2 separate regions of the Sus scrofa genome follow, and region 1 is linked to region 2. The links are chromatin contacts, called in public Hi-C maps. All regions are on one chromosome and are shown on one strand. Each heading gives the region's core, a stretch centred on a gene start, on an enhancer-like site or on the middle of the called end of the contact. The rest is flanking DNA. Distances are from core to core; before and after follow the strand shown. Region 1 overlaps LOC102162217 (a long non-coding RNA gene). Region 2 has its middle 120 kb from the start of MIR133A-2.

Region 1 (5,532 bases), core at 3,006-5,505, 87 kb after region 2:
GGGTAGAGGCCTCGGAGGCCGGTGGGCTAGTAGGAGGGGTGGAGGGCTGGAAGAATGAGAACGCAGGGTGTGAGCAGAGACTGGGCATAGACCCCATGGCCAGAGAAAGTGGCTTGTTCAATGGCAGCCCTTTTCGGATAAACAGAGAACGCGCACACTTGCCCCCCGCCCCCGCTGCCCCCTCTCCCCCCAATACCCCCCACTCCTAAGACACACATTCACTTCTCTAAAGTGGGTGGGCTCTTAGTTATCTTACTTGGATCTCCATTAGCTAAGATTTTATCAAGCTTTTCTTTCTGTAGTTATTATTGGGACAGCAATAGGCATTTGCTTCCATTCCCCCCCACCCCACCCCTATATAAAATTATCATACAAACTATGCTTTTCAAGTTTCATCCACCCCTCCTCGGAAGTTCAGAAACTGCCTCCAGCTGCAGCCATCTACCCCAGACCATTGATTGCAAAATAAGTGGTGTGGGTGGGGGAGAGATAAGCTCTCCTGGAAAGCAGGTTAGAGCCAGATAAGAGGGCCTTAAATGTTGCTAATGTACCTGCTACTGTAACTACCCCCACCCGAGGCACAAATTCTTCTTAAAAGAGGTGGGCAGAGAGGGCCATTTAAGGGCACACGGGAGTCCGGAGCCCACCTCTGTGGGCCCCCTTTAGCTCTTGGTCCTTGTTGGATGGGGAGGAGGGATCCAGATATATAAAAGAATTTGGTTTGGTCAACCTTGAGCCTGAAGAGTTGGGAAGCTGGTTTTCTTGCCTCTGCCCACTGGATTTTCTTATTCTGGAAAGCCAGAAGCAAAGAATTCTTCCCATTCTGCAAGCTCCGGAATCCCTTTCCTTAAAGAGGAGCAAAACTTAATGTCTTTGGTTCTAAATTGGGTCTCTAAGTTGTACCTCTAAGTAGGATAGTGGAGAGAGAGGGAGTTCTCCTAGTCACTTTAATATTGCAAATGGCAGAATATAAAAATATACAATTACTAAAATTTTGCTTTACAAAATTTGCCTAAAAATTAATGCATTGAGCCGGGATAAGATACATACGACTAAGAAGCTCAAGTCTTTTTTGCTTTGTGCTAGAATTGTAACTACCCAATGTAGTGACATTGGTCACTGATGCTGATTGCAAAGAAGTATTTTTTCTTTCTTTCTTTCTCTCTCTCTTTTTTTTTTTTTTTTTTTTTTTTTTTTGCTTTTTAGGGCTGCACCCTTGGCAAATGGAAGTTTCCAGGCTAGGAGTCTAATTGCAGCTGCAGCTGCTGGCCTACACCACAGCCACAGCAACACGGGATCTGAGCTGTGTCTGTGATATAACACATATCACAGCAACGCCAGATCCTTAATCCACTGAGCAAGGCCAGGGATCGAACCCGCATCCTCATGGATACTAGTTGGGTTCATAACCTGCTGACGCACAATGGAAACACTAAGAAGCATTTAAAAAAATTTTTTTTTTTTTTACTTTTCTTGGTCCTTTCTGTTTCTATATGCATTTTATTTTATTTTATTTTATTTTTTTTAGGGCTGCACTAGAGGCATATGGAGGTTCCCAGGCTAGGGGCTGAATCAGAGCTATAGCTGCTGGCCTACGCCAGAGCAATGCCAGATCCGAGCCACTTCTGCGCCCTACACCACAGCTCACGGCAATGCCGGATCCTTAACGCACTTGGTGAGGACAGGGATTGAACCTGCATCCTCATGATGCTAGTCAGATTCATTTCTGCTGAGCCATGATGGGAACTCCTAAGAGGTATTTCTTAATAAATGCAGTTTGTTTGGTAGACAGGATCTTTAGTACATGGAATCCATGGAATAACAACAACAATAGTAATAATAGTACAAAGTAGTGGATGAGCAAAGATTAGGATCCCTTATTTTTAAAAGTTTGAGTAATTAAAAGGAGAATCAAATTTTGCCAAGCAAGAGGGAATAAGAATATAGGAGAGTGGCAAAAGCCCGGCAGAGTGCCTTCTATCCAAAAAAGAGCTGTAGTCAAGACCACATCAACTGGGAGAAAGGAAGGCAAGGCAGAGGTGTTCTGCCACTCATTTCTGATTCTCTTTGAGTGAAGGTCAGCTTTTGCAGCCATCCTTAGGAAGAGTTCTGAGTCTCCATTAGGCTTCCTATCCAAATTTGCTGTTAGTTGGTACCTGCCCATTGATGCACATGTTTCCAAGATCAAGCTAAGCAGCTGAAACCTCCCTCCCCATTCCTGCCCCCACTCTACCCTCAGCCCAGAGAAGCCGAATTCAGGTTGGCTCTGTCCAAAGTTTGATATTTATTCTCACTCAAAAAAAATTTTTTCCCCTTTGATCTTTTGCCTTTTTAGGGCCGCACCCAGTGGCATATGGAGGTTCCCAGGCTAGGGGTCGAAATGGAGCTATTGTTGCCGGCCTATGCCAGAGCCACAGCAATGCCAGATCCGAGCTGCATCTGTGACCTACACCACAGCTCACGGCTACACCGGATCCTTAACCCACTGAGCGAGGCCAGGGATCGAACGCACAACCTCATGGTTCCTAGTTAGATTCATTTCTGCTGCGCCACAACGGGAACTCCTCAATTTTTTTTTTCTTTTTCCTTTTTTTTTTTACTTTTTGCACTGCACCTGAAGCTTATGGAAGTTTCTGGCCAGGGATCAAATCTGAGACACATCTGCGACCTATCCCACAGCTGTGGCAACACCAGATCCTGAACCCAGGGCACCAGGCCAGGGATCAAACCTGAAGCTCTGCAGTGATCCAAGCCAAGTATAGAGGTTCCCAGGCCTGGAGATCCCATCGTGGCTCAGTGGTTAATGAACCCCACTAGGATCCTTGAGGATGCGTGTTCGATTCCTGGCCTCCCTCGGTGGGTTAAGGATCCAGTGTTGCCATGGGCTGTGGTACAGCTCAGATCCCTCGTTGCTGTGGCTGTTGTGTAGGCTGGCAGCTGTAGCTCTGATTCAAACCCTAGCCTGGGAGTTCCCTTCATGGCTCAGTGGTTAACGAATCCGACTAGGAACCATGAGGTTGCAGGTTCGATCCCTGGCCTTGCTCAGTGAGTTAAGGATCCGGCGTTGCCGTGAGCTGTGGTGTAGGTTGCAGATGCGGCTCGATCCCACGTTGCTATGGCTGTGGTGTCGGCTGGCAGCTACAGCTCCAATTCGACCCCTAGTCTGGGAACCTCCATATGCCGCGGGTGAGGCCCCAAAAGGCGAAAAAAAAAAAAAGCAGCAGCAGCAGTCTGGACAGGGTCACCCTGAAACAATGGTCTCTCCCAAAGGTGCACCTCCTCACAGCTTTTGCTCACACCCTTGGATATGGGCTCCTCCCCTCCTACTCCAGGAAGCATCCTAGTGGGTAGTACTCAGGAGACCAGAGATCCAAGGGTCCTTTGACATCTTGCCTTTGTCCCCTTAAGTCCCCACAGTCTAGATAACTGAGCTCCTGACAGGAGTCACCTGCCAAGAGAGCAATTGCCTGTGCTGCTGGGAGGCTCAGAGCGGGCTTCCTGGTGTCAGCTAATCCCAGTGCTTCCCAGAAGGCAGTGAGTGAACGTCGATGCACTTGACCGAGAACAAATCCCCGTCAGCTCTCAGCCATAGCCAATGGGCCGGCCCGCCCGGAGGCTGGAAGAAACGTGCTGCTCAAGGGTGAGGAGGAAGGAAAACAGGGGCCCCATTGAGGACAGACCTAGCTAGCTCCCCCTTTGGCACCTAAAATGGTCAATTTTAGCTGATCAGCTTCATTTCGCAACTTGGTTATGTGATTCCCCAGCATTACCTCTTATCTCTAAACCGAGGTGTGAAAACAGAACCGGCTTGGCAGAGTCGGGCTGCCTAAAGGAGGGTCTTTGTGTGAGGCTCAAGGCTTGTGGGGTGGAAAAGGACAACCCCCATCTCCCCTGCCTCCACTCTTCTATTTGTGCTTCCTTTCATTCAAGGGGGACCAGAGGCATGTCCACCTGCATAAAAAAAGGAGCCCCTGTCCAGAGGAGAGAGAACCCGCGTGCCACAGGGCGAGGGCTTTGGCCTCTGCCTGGGTGAACCTCCAGCCCCAAGTGAATTACTCAAATAGCTCGTGGAGGTTTCCAAATGTGCAGTAAGGCTTGGGCACAAGTACGCAGCCCGCGCTGGTCACCACCTCTTGGGAGGGAGAAGCAGGGTGGCGCCATGCCAGCAGGCTCACAAAGCAGTGTTGTTAATGCTCCCTCCGATGCTCCTGTGTGGCTTCATCCGAGCAGAGGAGGATCTGTTTACGCCGACTGGCTCCTATTGATTCTTCTGGGGGAGGGGAATTACAATGCTGGCCTCTGTTAGTCTCTGGAGTGTGATGGGAGCCCTTGGCCAAGGCTTGAGGGTGTCCTGTGATTCTGCTTGGTTGGGGTGATACTGAATTACACCCCTGGAGGGTGAGCTCATGCCTGGGCCTCAGAAAACAAGTTTCTGACTAGATTTGGGGCTGAGGAGAAACTTCAGGCATTGGATTCCTTGAGAAGCCCACTGTCTCCTTGTGATGACTTGAGGGCGGCGTTTCTCTAAGTTGAGTCCCTGGAAAACTGGGGGTCCGAGAGTTTATCAAAAATATCCATGACGGGGAGACCAAAACACCTTTCTCCCAAATCGCTTTAATCGTAGCCATGGTCTGTTGTGCTGACAAACTCCTCCAGTTGTTCTGCTAAAGTTTGGTTTTAGCCCCCGCCCCCCCACCTCCATCTCACCCCCGAAATGCCCGTGAGCATTTCAGCTCTTTGTCCTGTTAAAGGGATTACAAACTGAGAAGCTAGGTCAGGAAGTAGGGCCGCAGGTCAGAGAGGACCCCAGGCCAGCCTACCCAGGCCTTCTGGAATCTCCACCCACTTTCTGGCAGGGGCTGTCCTCCGCCTGGGGCCCTGCCCTAAGTTGTACTCCTTCTCACATTCTCAAAGGACTTTCTTCCAGCAGACTGAGGGGTCTGGTACAGCTAGTCCTGATTGTCCTCCATCAAGGGCAATTCACAAGCTTAGTAAAGTCAGTATCTCCCCCTGTGACCTAAAATGAACCCTTTCCAGAAACTCACGTCTCTCTCCCTTGGCCCCTTCCTCACAGCCCAGTAAGGTCCAGCACCACATTTCTGTCTTGCAAGTTCTCCAGTTTGGCCAGAGGGTCCCTCGATGAGTCCCTGTAGGCAGAGCTGTGGGACCTCTCAGCTTGCCTTCCCAGCCGAAAAGTTTTTAAATAGTTTCTGGGAGTTCCCATCGTGGCGCAGTGGTTAACGAATCCGACTAGGAACCATGAGGTTTCGGGTTCGGTCCCTGGCCTTGTTTAGTGGGTTAAACAATCCGGCGTTGCCATGAGCTGTGGTGTAGGTTGCAGACGCGGCTCGGATCCCGCGTTGCTGTGGCTCTGGCGTAGGCTGGTGGCTACAGCTCCGATTAGACCCCTAGCCTGGGAACCTCCATGTGCCTCGGGAGTGGCCCAAGAAATAGCAAAAAAAAAAAAATAAATAAATAAAATAAATAAATAAATAAATAAAATAAATAATAGTTTCTGATCGTTTTTGAGAA
Region 2 (5,489 bases), core at 2,131-4,630:
CTCCAACTGCAGCAGCTTGGCTAACTGCAGAGGTGTGGGTTTGGATTTAATCCCTGGCCCAGGAACTTCCATATGCTAGGGATCCAACCCATGCCACAGCAGTGATGACACAAGATCCTTAACCACTAGGCCACCAGGGAACTCCCCCACTGTGACTTTCAAATGCAAGGTAATTCCCCAGTTCTCAGGCAGCAATACATCTGTAGGAAGGAATGGAGGATAGACTTGACAATGCATTCAGAATGTATTGGCAGATGCTACTGTAATGTACATCTAAGTGTGTGTGTGTGGGGGGGGGGTGTATACAAGGGAGGCAGATATCTTTATTTCAAATTAGCAAGTCAGTCATGAGTTAGAGCTCCATGCCATGGATGTCTTTAGATGGCCAGACACACAGATAATCAAGGCACAGATTAACTCACTCTGTGTAATAATATATAGCTCTCGGCGTATATGGTCAGATCGCGGTGGTGAAGCATTCCCGCGGCATATGGTAAGCTTTAGTCAAAACCTTGCAGGGAGAAGAGTGGGATCCCCATCAGAAGTGCAGAGAACATATGGTTGATATTAGAGCGCATTCACTCCTTGGGTCCCTGCGACTTGCCGGTTTTTTCTCCTTTCCCAAGACCAGCTCAGGACTGGCTTCTCTGCATTGGAAAAAAAAAAAAAAAAAAATCCAGGGAGTTTTTTTTAAAACTGTGCAGCAGTTTAAGGATCTGGCTGACCCCAGTTGCTGCTGTGGCACAGGTTCAATCCCTGGCCTTGGAACTTGTGTATGCTGTAGGTATAATCAAATCAAATCAAATCAAGATCCCTGGGTCTCTTGGAATTATAAGTTCTTGTTATAATTTTTGTGATTAATTAAATTAAACAGTAGCAAAATTCTTCAAACTGGGAGCGAAGAGGCTAGATTCTTGTCTCCAATGAGTGGCTTTGATGTGTCACAGTGTCCCCCTCAAGGATGTGAACTCAGAGTTCCCATTGTGGCTCATTGTGGGTTAAGAACCTGACTAGTATTCATGAGGATTGAGGTTCAATCCCTGGCGTTGCTTGGTGGGTTAAGGATCTGGTGTTGTGGTGAGCTGTGGTGTAGGTCGCAGATGGGACTTAGAGTTGGCATTGCTGTGGCTATGGTGTAGGCCAGTAGCTGCAACTACAATTCTGCCCCTAGCTGGGAACTTCCATATGCCGCACGTGCAGCCCTCAAAAAAAAAAAAAAAAGGATGTGAACTCGATATTTTCTTTTTTTCCTTTTTCTTTTTGTCTTTTTAGGGCCGCACCCAAGGCGTATAGAGGTTCCAAGGCTAGGGGTTGAATTGGAGCTGTAGCTGTTGGCCTACACCACAGCCGCAGCAATGTCAGATCCGAGCCACACCTGCAACCTACACCATAGCTCATGGCAACACCGGATTCTTAACCCACTGAGCAAGGCCAGGGATTAAACCCTCAACTTCACGGTTCCTAGTTGGATTCATTAACCACTGAGCCACGACGGGAACTCCAGAAATGGATATTTTCTGAACGAGCAGCTCCGGCTCTGAAAGCAGTATCCTAATCATTAGATCAAGAAGAGTGAAGCTCCCTGGCCTTGGTATTTGAATTCTCAGGCTCTTTACCAAAATGAACTACTGATGTTTGATCTCCCTGAGGAGCAGAGGCCACCAGGCGAAACTTTCTGACTTTCCTACCCTGACACACACCTCTTCCACGTCCCTCCTCCCAGCTGGACAAATGTCCTCCATCATCTTGAAGGCTGGCCTGTGCTCCAGGGCAGGGCTCCTCCGAGCACCCGGGGATCTTGTGAAAATGCAGATTCTATTTCCAGTGGTCTGGGGTGGAGCCTGAGATTACATCAAGAATTTAATTTTAGGGAGTTCCCATTGTGGCTCAGCAGGTTAAGAACCTGATGAGTATCCATGAGGATGCAAGTTCCCTGGCCTCGCACACTGGGTTACGGCATTGCTGGGAGCTGTGGTGTAGGTCTTGGATGTGGCTTGGATCTGGCATTGCTGTGGTTGTGCTGTAGGCCGACAACTGCAGCTCTGATTTGACCCCTGACCTGGGAACTTCCTTATGCTTTGGGTGAGGTTGTAAAAAGAAAAAATAAATAAGTAAAGCCCACATATCCTTAAAAAATATATATGTGTGTGTGTGTGTGTGTGTGTGTGTGTGTGTGTGTAAAACATGTGGTTCACCTGAGAAATGGAATTTAAAACTATAGAATCCCACAAACCAAAATTAGTAAAAGGCTATGGAAATTGTAGTTAGGAGTGGGGTTTGAAATAACATGGACATTATTTTTTAAAAATTTTTTTATATTTTGTCTTTTTTTGTACTATTAGAGCCATGCCCACAGCATATGGAGGTTCTCAGGCTAGGGGTCGAATCGGAGCTGTAGCCGCCAGCCTACGCCAGAGCCACAGCAACACCAGATCTGAGCCATGTCTTTGACCTACACCACAGCCCACAGCAGTGCCGGATCCTTAACCTGTCTGAGGCCAGGGATCAAACCTGAAACCTCATCATTTCTAGTAGAATTCGTTTCTGCTGTGCTCCCCAATATTTGCATTATTGAATGACAGATGGTATTATGCTGTCATAGTGGCATTTGCTTGGCAGTTATATCCTTTTCTTGGGGATCAGCTATTACTGTTCATGCTTCTCACCCCACAGTCCTCTCTGAGGATTTGGGGGAGAGCATATGGAGGAGTCAGTGAAAACTCACAGCTTTTTTTATTTTTTGTTTTTTTTAGGGCAGCACCCACCCTAAAAATGTTCCCAGGCTAGGAGTCAAGTCAGAGCTACAGCTGCTAGCCTACACTGCAGCCACAGCCACGCCAGATCTGAGCCTCATCTGCGACCTACACCACAACTCACGCAGGATCCTTAACCCACTGAGCGGGGCCAGGGATCAAACTTGCATCCTCATGGATACTAGTTGGGTTCGTATCCACTGAGCCACAACAGGAACTTCGGAAAACTCATAGCTCTTAGGTCATCCTTTTGGATGCCATGGTCAGGTGGAGTGGTCAGGTACAGAAGTCCCCACCTTCGGGACTATGGCTTCACCGACAGAACAGCAAGTATAACATTTATGCTTATTTCCTGAGAGCAAAGCAAGTTTGGTCTCTAAGGTTGCACCCATATTTGTACATCAACTCCATATGAAATTGGCTCCCCGCCCCATGTAAATACTCCATTTCTACATTGGCTGATGGCTGTTGAGGATGGAAATGATCTGTTAGTAAATGATTATAAAGTACTTGCCTAATCAAAATGAGGGCTCAGTAACCCTTTGATAAGGCTGGGCTGAGGCAGGAGCTGGTCACTTGGACCCAGCTGGCCCTTTGTGAGGACTAGCCTTGGCAGGAATCCACGTGACAAGTGCCGTCTGTGTCCCCAGCAGTCCACACTGATTGGATGTACCCCTGGTCTGAGCCCAATGCAAACTGTGCAGAACTCAGAAAGTGCATAGTCCTTGGCTAATGATGCTACCCAGCCCTTTGGTCTGTTTTTACTAGCTTTTTAGAGAGGCACAAGGTAGTGTGTGCATTGGAGAAAAACAGTTTTAAATGATTAAAAACACTTCACCAAACAGATCTTTGCACAAGCATGTTCATAGCTGCAACTTTTACAATTGCCAAAAGTTGGAAACAATTCAAGTGTCCATCAACAGATGAATATATAAATAAGATTTGGTATATATGCACAACTGAATGTCATTCAGCCTCAAAAAGGAATGAAATTCTGATACACGTAAACATAGATGAATCTGGGAAACATTTTGCTAAGTAAAATAAGCCAGATACAAAGGGACAGATATTGGACGGTTCCACTTCTATGAGGTACCTGGAAGAGTCAAATTTGAAAGTGGAATATTGGTTGCAGAAGCTGGAGAGAGGGGAGAGTAGGAAGTTTGCGTTTAATGGGGACAGAGTTTCGCTTTGTAATGAAGAAAAACTTTTGGAGATGGATGATGATGGTGGTTGTACAATGTTGTAAATACTAAATGCCACTGAGCTGTGCACTTTAAAATGGTTAATTATATGCTATGCATATTTTACCATAATAAAAAAAAGTGTACAGAATTTCCCTGGTGGCTCAGTGGATTAAGTATGCTGTAGCATAGGTTTGATCCCTGGCCCAGGAACTTCCACATGTGCCTCGTGCCTGGCCAAAAAAAAAAAAAAAAAAAAGGACGTACATGACTCAAAGAATTTCCTTTGATGATTTCCATTTAAGTTAGGGGAAATCCTGAGTTCCCAAAGTGGCTTAGCGGTAATGAACCTGACTATTATCCACAAAGATGGGGGTTTGATCCCAGGCCTAGCTCAGTGGGTTAAGGATCTGGCATTGCTATGAGTGGTGGTGTAGGTTGAAGATGCAGCTTGGATCCAGCCTTGCTGTGGCTCTGGTGTAGGCCGGCAGCTGCAGCTCTGATTAGACCCCTAGCCTGGGAACTTCCACATGCCTAAAAAGTGCAGTACTAAAACGCTAAAATAAATAAAACAAAACAAAGTTAGGAAAAACCAAAGACTTCATTTTCAATTTGAGCCTCCCCTTCCCTTTGCCTCTTGATGGCTCATGTCCACACTGGGTGGCCTTTGACCCAGTGCCCAGGAACTAAGTCAGAGGCAGGTCATCCTGACCTCACCTCGTCTGTGGCCAGAGACAGGCTGACGTCAGGTGTTGGCAGAGCAGAAAGGAAGGAGAACAGGGGAAAAGGCCTCTAAGATCATAAAGAAGAAATTAACTGATCATGAAAGAATGACAGCAGCTGGTAGATGCAACTGGAACAGATCTTGGGAAGGACAGGAAGTGATCCCTCTGGATCCAAATGAGGCTGCTCTGGGGGAGGCTTTGTGAGGCTCCTGGAAGCAGCAGCCCCCGAATGGGCTGAGGGTGATTTGTGATGCTGAAAATGGTTTGGTCCAGAGCAGAGCTGGGAGCCGCCACTTCTGGAAGCAGTATGCTCTGTGCTTTCCATTTATTTGTCTCCTCTTGAAATTCAATCTATTTCCTTAAAAGAACTGGGCCTGCAGTTTCCGATTATAAATTGGAAGATTTGTGTCTACGTAGGTTCTTTCCTCGCTACTCAGAAACCTCTGGAAATTTGTTTCCTAATGGCTGGGGGGCAGAGCTAAAGTGATCTCTTCCATTGCCAAAGAACTTGGGCAGTAATCTGAACTTGCTATTCTGCTCTCAGCGGAAGGGACACCAAACATTTAGGTGCTGAGGGCTCCTGGCAGGGCGCTGCGGAAAGTGCGGGAAGCCCCTGGCACAGGGCACTGGGGATTTGCTGCTGTGGCAGGTAGCGAGGCAGGAAAGGGGGAGATTTTGACATTCCAGCCCCATTCACCTCCTGGTGTCTCTAGGATGTCACACTCAGACTTTTGTTGAATTCCTCTATGAAAACCAACCTTTTAGGATTCTGTGTGTCCCTCCAGCCCCATCTCCTGGCAGGTGAACATCAGTTTCCTTGAAAAATG

The links. A called contact is a pair of places that touch in the nucleus more often than the background predicts.
Region 1: a contact with region 2 is called in a Hi-C map of liver, with 4 times the contacts expected there. The contact joins two enhancer-like sites. A contact is called at or near these places in 1 of 5 promoter capture datasets (liver) and 5 of 47 Hi-C or Micro-C datasets (liver and skeletal muscle).

The regions. Positions count from the first base shown.
Region 1 is chr6:107,199,571-107,205,102 of Sscrofa11.1, forward strand. The region is part of intron 1 of LOC102162217 (a long non-coding RNA gene); the gene reads left to right. Among named protein-coding and RNA genes, the nearest start is that of GATA6, 82 kb to the right of the region's middle. Within about 2 kb of position 4,256, at least 12 of the 83 cell types and tissues checked have an H3K27ac peak or open chromatin away from gene starts, as enhancers often do. A contact at or near this core is called in liver, where this site is marked.
Region 2 is chr6:107,113,356-107,118,844 of Sscrofa11.1, forward strand. No RefSeq gene overlaps it. Among named protein-coding and RNA genes, the nearest start is that of MIR133A-2, 120 kb to the left of the region's middle. Within about 2 kb of position 3,381, at least 1 of the 83 cell types and tissues checked has an H3K27ac peak or open chromatin away from gene starts, as enhancers often do. A contact at or near this core is called in liver, where this site is marked.